2 separate regions of the Mus musculus genome follow, and region 2 is linked to region 1. A link is a contact called in public HiChIP or PLAC-seq data. All regions are on one chromosome and are shown on one strand. Each heading gives the region's core, a stretch centred on a gene start, on an enhancer-like site or on the middle of the called end of the contact. The rest is flanking DNA. Distances are from core to core; before and after follow the strand shown.

Region 1 (5,562 bases), core at 2,186-4,685:
AAGTGTGACCCTGGGATCGTTATACTCAGAGGTGCCAGGACATCAGAGAATAGATTTCTAAGGCAACTAGGGCAAGGCTAGCATCATCTGCAAACTGAAAATTCCACAATGCAATGAATAACCACTTGCCTTCAATACTTATGGGGATTCTGGGGCACAGCCATTAATGCACATGGACATATCAGAATGCCATCAGATATCAATTTGCACCTGAAATAGTCCTCAGCTTCAGACAGGAAAGTTGAGTTGCTCACAGGATGGCTTTCAGATCTAAGCAGGTTGACCAGCAGGAAGAGATAGAGGCTGTCTGGGAGTATTTGGGAGTATTTGTTTCAGTATTTGGGAATCCAGGTGGGATAGTAAACTGATGCTTAACACAGTCCTCGGGATCTTTCAAAGACTATCCGTACCAGGCTGCTCAGAGTGAGACTCCGGAAGCAGTAGCTCTGGGTAAGATGAAGTCCATATGATAGCAGCATCCCTGTTCTGGTGGCAGACTCCCCATAGTAGTTTTCAGCCCCTGTAGGATTCATTCATGCCCCACTAAGGACACCCATTGCACTTCTGGAAACAGTTATGTTGAATAAAAGAAAAAAATCCTTCCTGAGAAATGTAGAATTTGCCTAAATTTTGGACCCTGTGCAAATGAAATGGCTCTGCAACTCAGAGGAAATGAAACCTTACATTCACTCCACAGATAAGAAGCAGCCACAGCCAAAAGGTTAAAACTTATTGTTAACTTGGCAGGATTAAGAATTGTCATGAGATAAACTTTGGGACATGCCTGTGAGGAAGTTCTAGCTTAAGTAAATTTAGTGGGAATATATACCCCATGGGCTGGGGTCCTAGACTGAAGGAAAAAGAGCTAAGGCTAGTATTCCTCTGTCTCTGCTTCCTGACTGTGGGTGTAGTGTGATGTAACTAGACTTCTTGGCTATTTTATTGTTTTTTTTTCCTTAACACCATTATCCCTTCCAACACCCCAATATTAGGTAGTTGATAAAGAGGGTTAGAGGGGAAGGAGGTTATAGATATCATTAGACTACTTCCTGCTGATTGGGGCAAATTTGATCTTCTTCATCAGGATATCCAATTTCTTCTTCGTGTCACTTTGCTCACAACCACTTGACAAACTGCAGCAGCAGGGGCTCTGGCATTTATATACCCTCTGAAGAGTCCTCAGAATTGCAAACACAAACTATCTTCAGATTGCAAAATCATACCCCTGCCAGAGCATGAAACAAATTATCTTAGCTGCACTGGACAATCTGAAGCATCCCCATAGCCCACATCTGGGATTCAAACAAAAAACATTCACATAACTTTTCTATGTTTTTAATGAAACCACAATCCTCAGTACAGTGTGACCAGCTGTTTCAGGATCCTGCTGCCATGCTTTAGCTCCATTATGGACTGTGCCCTTTTGAACTGTGAGACAAACTAAACTCCTCCCTCAAATTGTTTTTATCAGATATGTTGTCACAGCAATGTAAAAAAACTAAAAACAATGTACATTTTATTTGGCTCCTCCCAAACGCTCACAGGCTGTCTCCTATGAATAGCTGGAGCTCAGCCTGAATTTGTTCCTGGTTTGGCTAGTCAGTAGTAGTGAGACCTCCAAGTTCTCTGTTTTCCTGATTTGGGCTGAAGGTACTTGTTTCATAGCATGTTAGGAGGACTAAGTTCCAGCTATATTCATATCAGGATTCTTCCTGAAACAGTTAGTGAAGAGTGAGCAGGTCAGTCAATAGAGAATATCTTCACACAGGTACACATGTGTGTGCATATGTATGTGGAAGCCATAGGTCAATCTTGAGTGTCACTTCTTAAGAGTCATTGAGCTCAACAATTAAACAAGGATGCTGGCCAGTGAGTTCCATTGAAATCTAGCCCCAGCCCCATTGGGATTACAGGAACACCACCTTGTCTTTTTGTTACTATTGTTTCTTTTTAACGTGGATGCTGTGGATGGAAATCAGGTCCCTATGCTTGTGAAGCAAACACTCTATCAACTGAGCCAGCTCCCTAGACCATTGGGAAGTACTGTAAGCAGGAGGCTGAAGTTCTAGACTAACCCATTGGTATAAGATAAATTAGAATTGGAAACAAAGCACTCAGGAAGTGTGGATGTGGAATGCAGATGTAGATGCTTCTGTATGGATCAGGCGGGGTGTGTACACCGTGTGTGTGTGTGTGTGTGTGTGTGTGTGTGTGTGTGTGTGTGTGTGTGTGTGTGACATGACTTGTAATTCCCAAATTCCCAGAACAGCTCTGAGGAAGGAACAACTATGAATATAACTCACCCTAGGTGACCCTGACTCAAGAAATCCACAACCTTCTAGTTGGACAGGGTCAGAAGGTCATTTCTTTCAACGGGGGAGTCTCTGTTGTGGGAAAGTGCTAGGGCAGCATCTGGGCCTTGACACCCTTAATTCTTCTGGAAGGGAAGAAAGAACAATTGAATGACTTTAATGAGTCTCACAGCAACTTCTGCATCTGGGAATGCACAGAATGCCCAGGAGAGAGGGAGCTACAGGAAGACAGATGGAAAGTGACGGCTGATGGCTTTAATGGGCACGATCTGTCCTTTAAGTTTTGGGAATCTTTTTGCCAGTTGTTTCCCAGGGGTTTTCATTTAAGTTTGAGATTCAGATGTCCCCTTACCCACAGGGTAAAGGACACCATTAACACCAGATGTATATTCTGTATCACATGCCCTGCAAACATGTTCTCAGCTAGCTTTCACAGTGACCTTATAAATAAGGAAAAGACGTGAATGCTCATTTCATAGATGAAGAATCTGATGCTCAGAAAGTGCAAATGGCTACTCTTTATGGGAAGATAAATCAACAGAGGAATTCATTTGCTTTTTTTTTTTTTTTTTTTTTTTTGGTCCTCCTCCCAAGATGACCTTGTCAAGTACAGAAGTCCTATGCTCTCTCCTACAGCATGCATGAAGTCACCTGTTTTGTGAAACTGTTTTCATGGTATTCCACTCTGTACATTTCTAGGCCAGAGACTTATGAGAAACCTGTGGGTTTTCTTTGAAGCACCCTGACTGAATGCTAGGAGCAGTCTTACTTGAGCTCAGAATTTGACAGAATCCCCAAAGTTGCTGACAGAGAACACTGAGATCCACCCCTGCCTTAGCTTTTTTTTTTAATTTCTCTTCAAGAACTGTGTAGACCTGGCTGTGTAAACTCTGGGCTGGCTATTGCACAATGGCTTTGTCCAAACCTTCCAACTGCCTTGCAGAGACTTCTTTTTAAAAAAGAAAAAAAGAAAAAAGAAAAGAAAACCACCAGATACAGTTGGCACTTTTTATGAAAAAACAAACAAAAAGTAGCAATTTCTTCAGGATACATATACTCTCAGAAAAGATAAGAAAAACATTATTGTTCTGACAGGGAAGGAAATGTCTAAGGGAGTGGGTGGAGAGCCACTTACCGCTCCCTTTCCTCTAACCACAGGGGTGTGAAGACCTTCAATGAACCAGGTCTGTGAAAGCCATCCAGCATTCACCCCGTGACTTTCATTCCAGCAGATGGGAATCTACTTAATAATCTCCAAACCTGCCAAGAGTAGAGGTCGCCTCAGCCTCCAGAGCATCTCATTCCAGTGTTTAATAGTCTCTCTGTCAGGAATGGCTCCTGGTGCCCAGTGCAGGGCCCCAGAGGGGCTGCAGTTGTGCTTGCTTCCCCTTGACATGTCCTCAGGAGGGTTAACTCCATTTCCTCAGCTCCTTGAATGTCAAAGACCCCTCCTTTTTTCAAATCAAAACAGACATGTTCTTTCTTGAGCTCATCATTTCGAGACTGAGCCTATGGTGGTCTTGGCTACCAGCTGCAGTGTTATCCTCCCTGCTCTCCCCTGTGCGGGCAGGGCTCAGATAGCCTGGGCTGCCTGGGCTGCAGCTTTTAGACTCCCAGCTCAGACCCAGAAGTAGCTCAGTCAACTCAGCCATGGGACACTTTTGAACTTGTTCCACAAAATAATCCTAGGAAATATTTCTTAGTTTCATGCATTTCTGGGAAATTCAATAAAAGCAGAGTCTGGAACATCTATTTTCTACTCCATGTTATGGTTTGATTTCTAAAGGTAAAAGATGGTAATGTGGGCTGGGAGTTAGCTCAGTGGCAGAATGCCTGAAGACTTACCATGAGCAATGGAGCTTTGTTCCTATCATCACCTATATACAAGCTGGATGTGGTGATGCCTGTGTAAGTAATCCCAGCACTGGGGAGATGGTAGCAGGAGGATCAATGAAGTTTATTGGTCACACATAATTGGTGCTACCAATTAGCCTAATTGGTAAGTCTTATAGATCTCAGTGAGAATCCCTGTCTCAAAAAAACAATGTAGATGGCTCCTGAGAAAAGATGGCTCTTGAGGAATGGCACCTGAAGTTGACCTCCTTGTGCACCCTACTCCCACTGCTCCTGCACACACAAAACAGTTGTGTCACAATTTGCATAAAATTAAAAATTACTACTGGCACCATGCCTTATGGAGGTAATGTTAACAAAACAGCTGTAATTAGTTACCATGAAATATTAACGTTTCATAAACAGCAGGTCCCATACCTGGAGTGATGAATAATTGGATAGGAGGAAAGAAAGTGGATAGCCTATTTCAGTAGAACATCCCTTGCTCCTTCTCTTCTCTTCTCTTCTCTTCTCTTCTCTTCTCTTCTCTTCTCTTCTCTTCTCTTCTCTTCTCTTCTCTCTTCTCTTCTATTTTCTCTTCTTCTCTTCTCTTCTCTTCTCTTCTCTTCTCTTCTCTTTTCTCTTCTCTTCTCTTTTCTCTTCTCTTCTATTTTCTCTTCTCTTCTCTTCTCTTCTCTTCTCTTCTCTTCTCTTCTCTTCTCTTCTCTTCTCTTCTCTTCTCTTCCTCCCTCCCTCCCTCCCTCCCTCCCTCCCTCCCTCCCTCCCTCCCTCCCTTAATCTCCCCATCTCTCTCTGTGGTGTGTGTGTATGTGTGTGCATGTGTTGTGAATGTGAATGCATACTTGTATATGGAGTTCAGAAGTTGGCACTGGGTATCTTCCTCAGCCGTTCTCTACCCTCATTTTTGAGGCAAGGTCTCAATTGGACCTGGAGTTCATCAATTTGGCTAGCCAGAATGGCTTGTCATTGAGGTCCAGGAGTCCCCCTATCATCCTGCCCTCTCTGGCTACCAGGGTTGGGGTTACAAATGTGTAGGACTGTGATTGCTTTTGCTTGGGTTCTGGGGATAAAACACAGGTCTTTATGCTTTGATTGCAGGTACTTTATCAACTTAGCCATTCTTTCCAGCCCTTTTTTATTGTCTTTTCTAATTCATGATTATCATCTCACCTCAGTAATTGTCTGACATGTGCTTAGCTATTCTGGCCATGGCTGGGTCCTTTACACCGTTTCCTGAACACATTGGGTGTTCTGAGCTCTGCTGGCTGTTCAGGTTCTGCATGACAGAAATTGTCAGCGTTTACTCCTCCCCCGAGAAATATAAATTACTATGGTGCTGTGTAGAGCCTACACTGAGCATCTTGTCAGTGATGACTGTGGGACTGGATACCCCTAC
Region 2 (5,938 bases), core at 151-2,650, 120 kb before region 1:
AAACCTTAAGTCATACTATCCTCTTCATACCCAAGTGGAATGGCATATCCAGGAGACTTTCCTAATACTACCAAAACATTCTGAGAAGTTTGTAGATTTTTTTTAACATAGCAAAAGCAATGAAAAGTAATTAATGTATATGAAGCATTGTTGTCTAAGTTGTGGTTTTACATTTCACTACCTACTGTGTCCTTTTCTTTTTTTTCTTTTCTTTTTTTTTCTTTTCTTTTTTTTTTTTTTTTTTTTTTTTTTTGAGGCATTGCCCTGGATTCCTCTTGCCATACATATACATACACACACACACACAAAATGCCTTCTTTATTTTACATTAGTTAGGTTACTTAAAGTTCAAATATAGGCTCTGGAGGTGAGCCCATGAACTCTCCAAATTACTTAAAACTCCTGCACCTCAGTTTCTTCCTTTGTAAAATGAGATAGGCAGTCCCAATACCACCATGGATCAGGATCAGGGTTCTGCAGTGAGGTCAGTACATGCTGGGAGTTTACATGCTGGGAGCTGGGTCTGACCCTCGTGTCACAAGAATTACTATAATTAGTGTAGGAACTCCTTTTCTCTTTTAAAGATGAGGAAACGGAAATAGGATAATTTATTACTAGTTATTACTAGGTTTCAAATTAAAAGTTCAAATTCACTGTGGCATTCGGGATCAGCGCGGTCATTAACCCAGCCTGTCACTAGGAGGCACGAGAAAGGGTAGGCAGCCACACTCCACGAGGCCCCGGGTGGGCACCGCCTCGCGGACCACGGGCGCTGCGGCCTGGTTCCCAGGGTCCCGCGCCGCGCTGGGGAAAGGCGCCCGCTGGGCACCGACGGACCGAACCCCTCTAAGGTCAGCGGCACCCAGATCCCTGTCGTACCCACCCTTGAACCCCGCCACGCCCCGGTGTGACAGACTGGGCTCGCGACCCTCCCTTAGGACAAGGCCGGGCGGGGCGGGGAGCTGCAGCCGAACGAGGCCGAGCGCCGCGGTCCCTAAAACCGGACTCCACCCGGCCCAGGCCGCAGAGACACGCCTGGTTAGCCCGAGTTGCCCGGAGCCCACGCCCGCACGTCCACACGCCCGCGGCCTTACCTTTTCGCAGCGTCCGCCCGACACGCGGGCGGCCCGGGCTCCGCCGCGTTCCGCCTCTCGGAGGGTCTCGGGTCGGTGTCGGCGGACCTCGGCCTTTCGGAGGGTCTCGGGCCGGCGTCGGCGGGCCTCGGCTTCTCGGTTGGTCTCGGGTGGCGTCGGCGGGCCTCGGCCGCTCCGCGGGTCTGGCGGCTCTTCAGCGAGTGGGCGGAGACTCGGCCCGCCTGTCCCTCAGGAAGCCGCCCCGCCCCGCCCCCGCCGCGAAGCTCTTTCTCCCGGGCTGCCCGGCTTTTCTCTCCCTCCGGAAACGCATTCCTCCGCGCCGCGTCAGCCGCGCCTGAAAAGGAGGGGGAGGCGGCAGGAAGAAGGAAGGTGGGGCAGGGTGCAGACAAAGGAGCTCGGTCGTTCGGCCCTTTCTGCCTGGGGTACCGCGCTGAACCACCGAGGGCGCCGGCCGCCCGGCTGGAAAGCCCAGCCGCAGTCTGTGTCCGGTCCCTGGGATCCCGAGCCAGACCTCTCTGTGGGCTGAGGGGACAAGAAGGATCGGGTGTTCTGCAGGCAGCCCTCGGACCCGCCCCGTCACCCTAAGATTGCAGACTCCCGCTCCACCCTTGCTGTGCCACCCTGCGCTCCTTGGCGCCGCATTTGCTCAATTTTCTATCTGGGTGGCCAAGCACAAAAAGGAAAAATGTTATGTTTGCGCACTTGCTTTCTCTTTTCTGGAAAAAGAATTGAAAAGTAGCCAGTCTCAAAATCTAAATGAGAAGCTTGAAACTTGGACTTGCCTCGTCATACTGAAAGCTGTGGGACAGCAGGTGCCATCAGCTTACCCGAAGAGTGTGGGCTGCCAGGAGGAGCAGGGCACCCAGCCGTAAAGACAGCTTTCATTGCCGGGTTTATGAACCCAAGAAATAGTGTTTCTGTTCTGGAAGAGTAAAACTGGGATGCCAAAAAAAAAAAAAAAGATTAATCACTATGGAAAAGTTATATGTTGCCCATGAGCAAATCAAATGTATTGTTTAACTAAAATTTTAATAAATGAGCATCGTTTTTCTAATTAGTAAATGACTGAACTTAAAAGGCTACGTCTGCATCGGCAGCCCAGCGGTAAAGCTCAGTGACGTTCGTTGCCTTTAAAGGTATTGATCTTACCACTTTGAGTTAAACCATTAGCCCAGTCTCTGCACAAGAAACAGCTTTATAAACATACTTTATCAATGCTTGGCCTGAACTGTGTGAGCTTTCATTCGTGTGACTTGAGGAGGGAACAATCTACCACAAGATCGACACACACACACACACACACACACACACACACACAAAATAGTGTTTGTGCTGCTCTCCCAGGACTCAACCTAAGCTGTCAGAGGAATACCAATTTACATGTACAAGTCATAAACTTTGAAGAAAATAGAAATTAATAAGTTCCATAATTGCTCAGAAATGTAGCTATACTTGAATTCATAAAAATGTTAAGAGATGGGCAGTTACTTAGCTATGTAAAATGCATGAACATTGTTCTAATTACTTGTCTCACTACTGGGGCACAATAACTGACAAAGCAACTTAATGAAAGAATTTATTTTAGCTCACAGTTACACGGTACAGTCCATCTCAACAAGAAAGTTGTAGTGGCAGAAGCATGAGGTCCAATTACACCCACAGCCATTTACCCTGTGCCTGGAGGATTGAAGTTCTACCTTGGCAGAAAATATAAGCTGCCTCTTGCTTTTTCAAAATGTAAGCCTTTCTCCACTGTAGCATTTACTGTGCTGTTGGTTATTCTCCCCAGCAATAGCTATTGCAGCTATTTAGTAACAACCCAAGGGTAGAAATAGAATTCTTTCCGTGAAAAAGAGTGAAGTATAGGAAACAATCAAGTAGGGGGCTGGAGAGAGGGCTCAGCAGTTAAGAGCACTGACTGCTCTTCTGAAGGTCCTAAGTTCAAATCCCAGCAACCACATGGTGGTTCACAACCATCCGTAATGAGATCCGATGCCCTCTTCTGGTGTCTGAAAATAGCTACAGTGTACTTACATATAATAATAAATAAATCTTAAAAAAAGAAACAGTCAAGTGGGCCATCAAAAGCCCCTGTCCTACATTTTTTTATCCCAGCACTTGGGAGGACTCAGAGGCAGGAGAATCTCTCAGTTTGAAGCCAGCCTCATCTATAGATCGAGTTGAAGGAAAGGGAGGGAGGGAGGGAGGGAGGGAGGGAGGGAGGGAGGGAGGGAGGGAGGGAGGGAGGGAGGGAAAAATTCCTGTCTTGCCCAGGATCCTTCTTTGTTTGCATTTCTCTTTGTGCTAGAGCATTTTCTTTCAATCGTCAGGATTTCCACTGCCAGCCACAGACTGAGTCTGAGTCCATGAAGGTAAGCAAGTTCAAGCTTGGATACATTTTTCAGCCTGAGTGGGTCTCTCAGCCATGTTTTGTTTCTCCTCAATATCTTTGCTATCTTTCTATCCAGCTCATGTATTACAATGTTTGAGCAGTAGTAGAATTTGGAATGCCAGACAGTTCATATTTGAGGCAGTCAGAGATGAGATGTGCCAGTTTTTCCAAACCACAAGTTTTCTTCCTTGGTAGACTCTAGTCATAAACAATCATTATCTACATTATTCTTGTTCTCCATGTACCAGATAGAAATAATCTTCCTTTAGTCACTATACACACAATCCTCATCTTGGGGTCCATTATTGGTTCTAGCACCAGAATCTCAAATTCAACCATCATGGTAGACTAACCCTCCATCTTGGACCAGGGTATAGGGGAAATGCAAATGTGATCTTGCTTGCAATGTATGCACGGGGTGTTTCCATGTCTTCATCTCTATTAAGAGAAGATGAGGAGCACTCTATTTTCTTGTAAGGAAAACAAATTTTCCACTTGGTCTGTGTATCCAAATTAGCAAAATAAAAATAGGTTCCTGAGTCTGACATGACCTTGGTGGGGATAGAATGACATGGCTCCTGCCCCTGGGACAGGGCAAACAGAGCTGCTGTGGCATAAGGCTTATTTGTATAATAATGTACGTATTTTTATGTCCTTCCTTTGAGGAATGACTCCATGATATTCAGAGACAGCAGTAGTCTGGGAGGTGAAGGTGTGGTTAATGTCTTAGCAAAATGGTAAATGCTAGGACCTTCGGGACAGCCCTTAAGGCTGTGGGAAAGAACTCTAAAAACATTAGTTTGAAAATATATAATTTCTCAACTATGCAAAAAATAAGAATGCAATATGAATTATATGAGGAGCTTTAAGAATGTAAAGGAACAAAGGCAGCTGCATTAATGAACCAGCTTGTCAGAAAAATGCAAAGGCAGGCAGATTCCTGAGTTCAGGTTCAGCCTAAGACAGAACAAGGTTAGGCCCAAGCATGGTAGAAAATTCATGGTTGGGTCCCACCCAGCTAGCTTATCATCTGTGCTTAACAGAGATAGGCAGATCTCTAGATTCATTCACAACGTTAAAAGAAAATGTGTGCTTACTATCTTCTAAGAATTAAGGGGCTGGGGTCTCAGAATGTTGATTCATAGGATAATCAAAAGGAAACCTGGAATAAATGACTGGACTGATATGTAAAATAAAAGACTGGGCTTATGTTCTGCAAAAGATGAGCTATTCAGAGTAACTTTTAGAATAGCAAGAGAAAAGTCCTTGGAGAACTGTCTCGAACAAAAAATAGAGAGAGCTGTCTAGAGATATCCAGAAAGAGCAGAACAGAGAGAGAAATCTAGAAAGCTGTTCTTGAGCAGAACATAGGCTACCAGTTTGGACCAGCTTCGAGTTGTTTGCACTTCTCTCAGAATCCCTCTCCAAGCCAGGGCTGGCCCTTGGAAATTGTTTACTTTGTCCTAAGAATGGCAAATTTTCTTAAAAAAAAAAAGTGTATGGATATTTTGCCTGCGTATGTGTATGTGCCACATGCATGCCTGGTGCTTGGGGTCTCTAGAAGAAAGTATCAAATCCTCTGGAACTGGAGTTACAGTGAGTGCCATTTGAGTGCAGGTCCTTTGGGTGAGCAATAACTTAACCACTGAACCATCTCCTAGGTTTTTTTTTTCCTCTTTTCTTTTCCTTTCTTGTATCTTCTTTTCTTTCTCTTTCTTTCTTTTCTTCTCTCTTTCTTTTCTTCTCTCTTCCTTTCTCTCTCTCTTTCTTTCTTTCTTCCTTCTTTCTTTCTTTCTCTCTCTCTCTTTCTTTCTTTCTTTCTTTCTTTCTTTCTTTCTGTTTTGTAGGGTTTTGAGACACGTTTTCTCAGTGTAGCCCTAGTTGACCTAGAACTCACTCCATAGACCAGGCTGGCCTTGAACTCAGAGATTTTCCTGCCTCTGCCTCCCAAATGCTGGAATTAAACAAAAAACAAAAAACAAAAAATCCCATTTTAAAAATGTGAATCTGGGAATTGAGCATAGCTTTATAACATAGCACTGTAGAGAGAATTTCTTGTGTACATTATAAAAGCATTCACCTAAGCCTATGGCCAATGAGTTAAAGCAGGAAATAGAAGGTGGGACATCAGGCAGAGAGGGAAACGGAGAGGGAGAGGGAGAGGGAGAGGGAGAGGGAGAGGGAGAGGGAGAGGGAGAGGGAGAGGGAGAGGGAGAGGGAGAGGGAGAGGGAGAGGGAGAGGGAGAGGGAGAGGGAGAGGGAGAGGGAGAGGCAGAGGGAGAGGGAGAGGGAGAGGCAGAGGGAGAGGGAGAGGGAGAGGCAGAGGCAGAGGCAGAGGCAGAGGCAGAGGCAGAGGCAGAGGCAGAGGCAGAGGCAGAGGCAGAGGCAGTGAGGCAGAGAGGCAGAGGCAGGGGGAGGGGCAATTCTGGGAAATAGTCAGGTGACAGAGATC

The links. HiChIP or PLAC-seq counts read pairs in DNA pulled down with a chosen protein or histone mark.
Region 2: a contact with region 1 is called in a BATF HiChIP or PLAC-seq map of CD8 T cells, with 5 read pairs. The contact joins the promoter of Itgb1 here to the enhancer-like site in region 1. A contact is called at or near these places in 6 of 115 datasets of contacts at active chromatin or transcription factors (CD8 T cells, the HPC-7 cell line, bone marrow-derived macrophages and 3 more) and 2 of 9 other capture datasets (adipose tissue and liver).

What each region holds. Positions count from the first base shown.
Region 1 is chr8:128,560,809-128,566,370 of GRCm38.p6, reverse strand. No RefSeq gene overlaps it. Among named protein-coding and RNA genes, the nearest start is that of Gm32643, 71 kb to the right of the region's middle. Within about 2 kb of position 3,435, at least 16 of the 459 cell types and tissues checked have an H3K27ac peak or open chromatin away from gene starts, as enhancers often do. A contact at or near this core is called in CD8 T cells, adipose tissue and memory CD8 T cells, where this site is marked.
Region 2 is chr8:128,681,116-128,687,053 of GRCm38.p6, reverse strand. Itgb1 (integrin beta 1 (fibronectin receptor beta)) reads right to left here and starts at 1,400. Exons shown (of 16, transcript NM_010578.2): 1 at 1,095-1,400.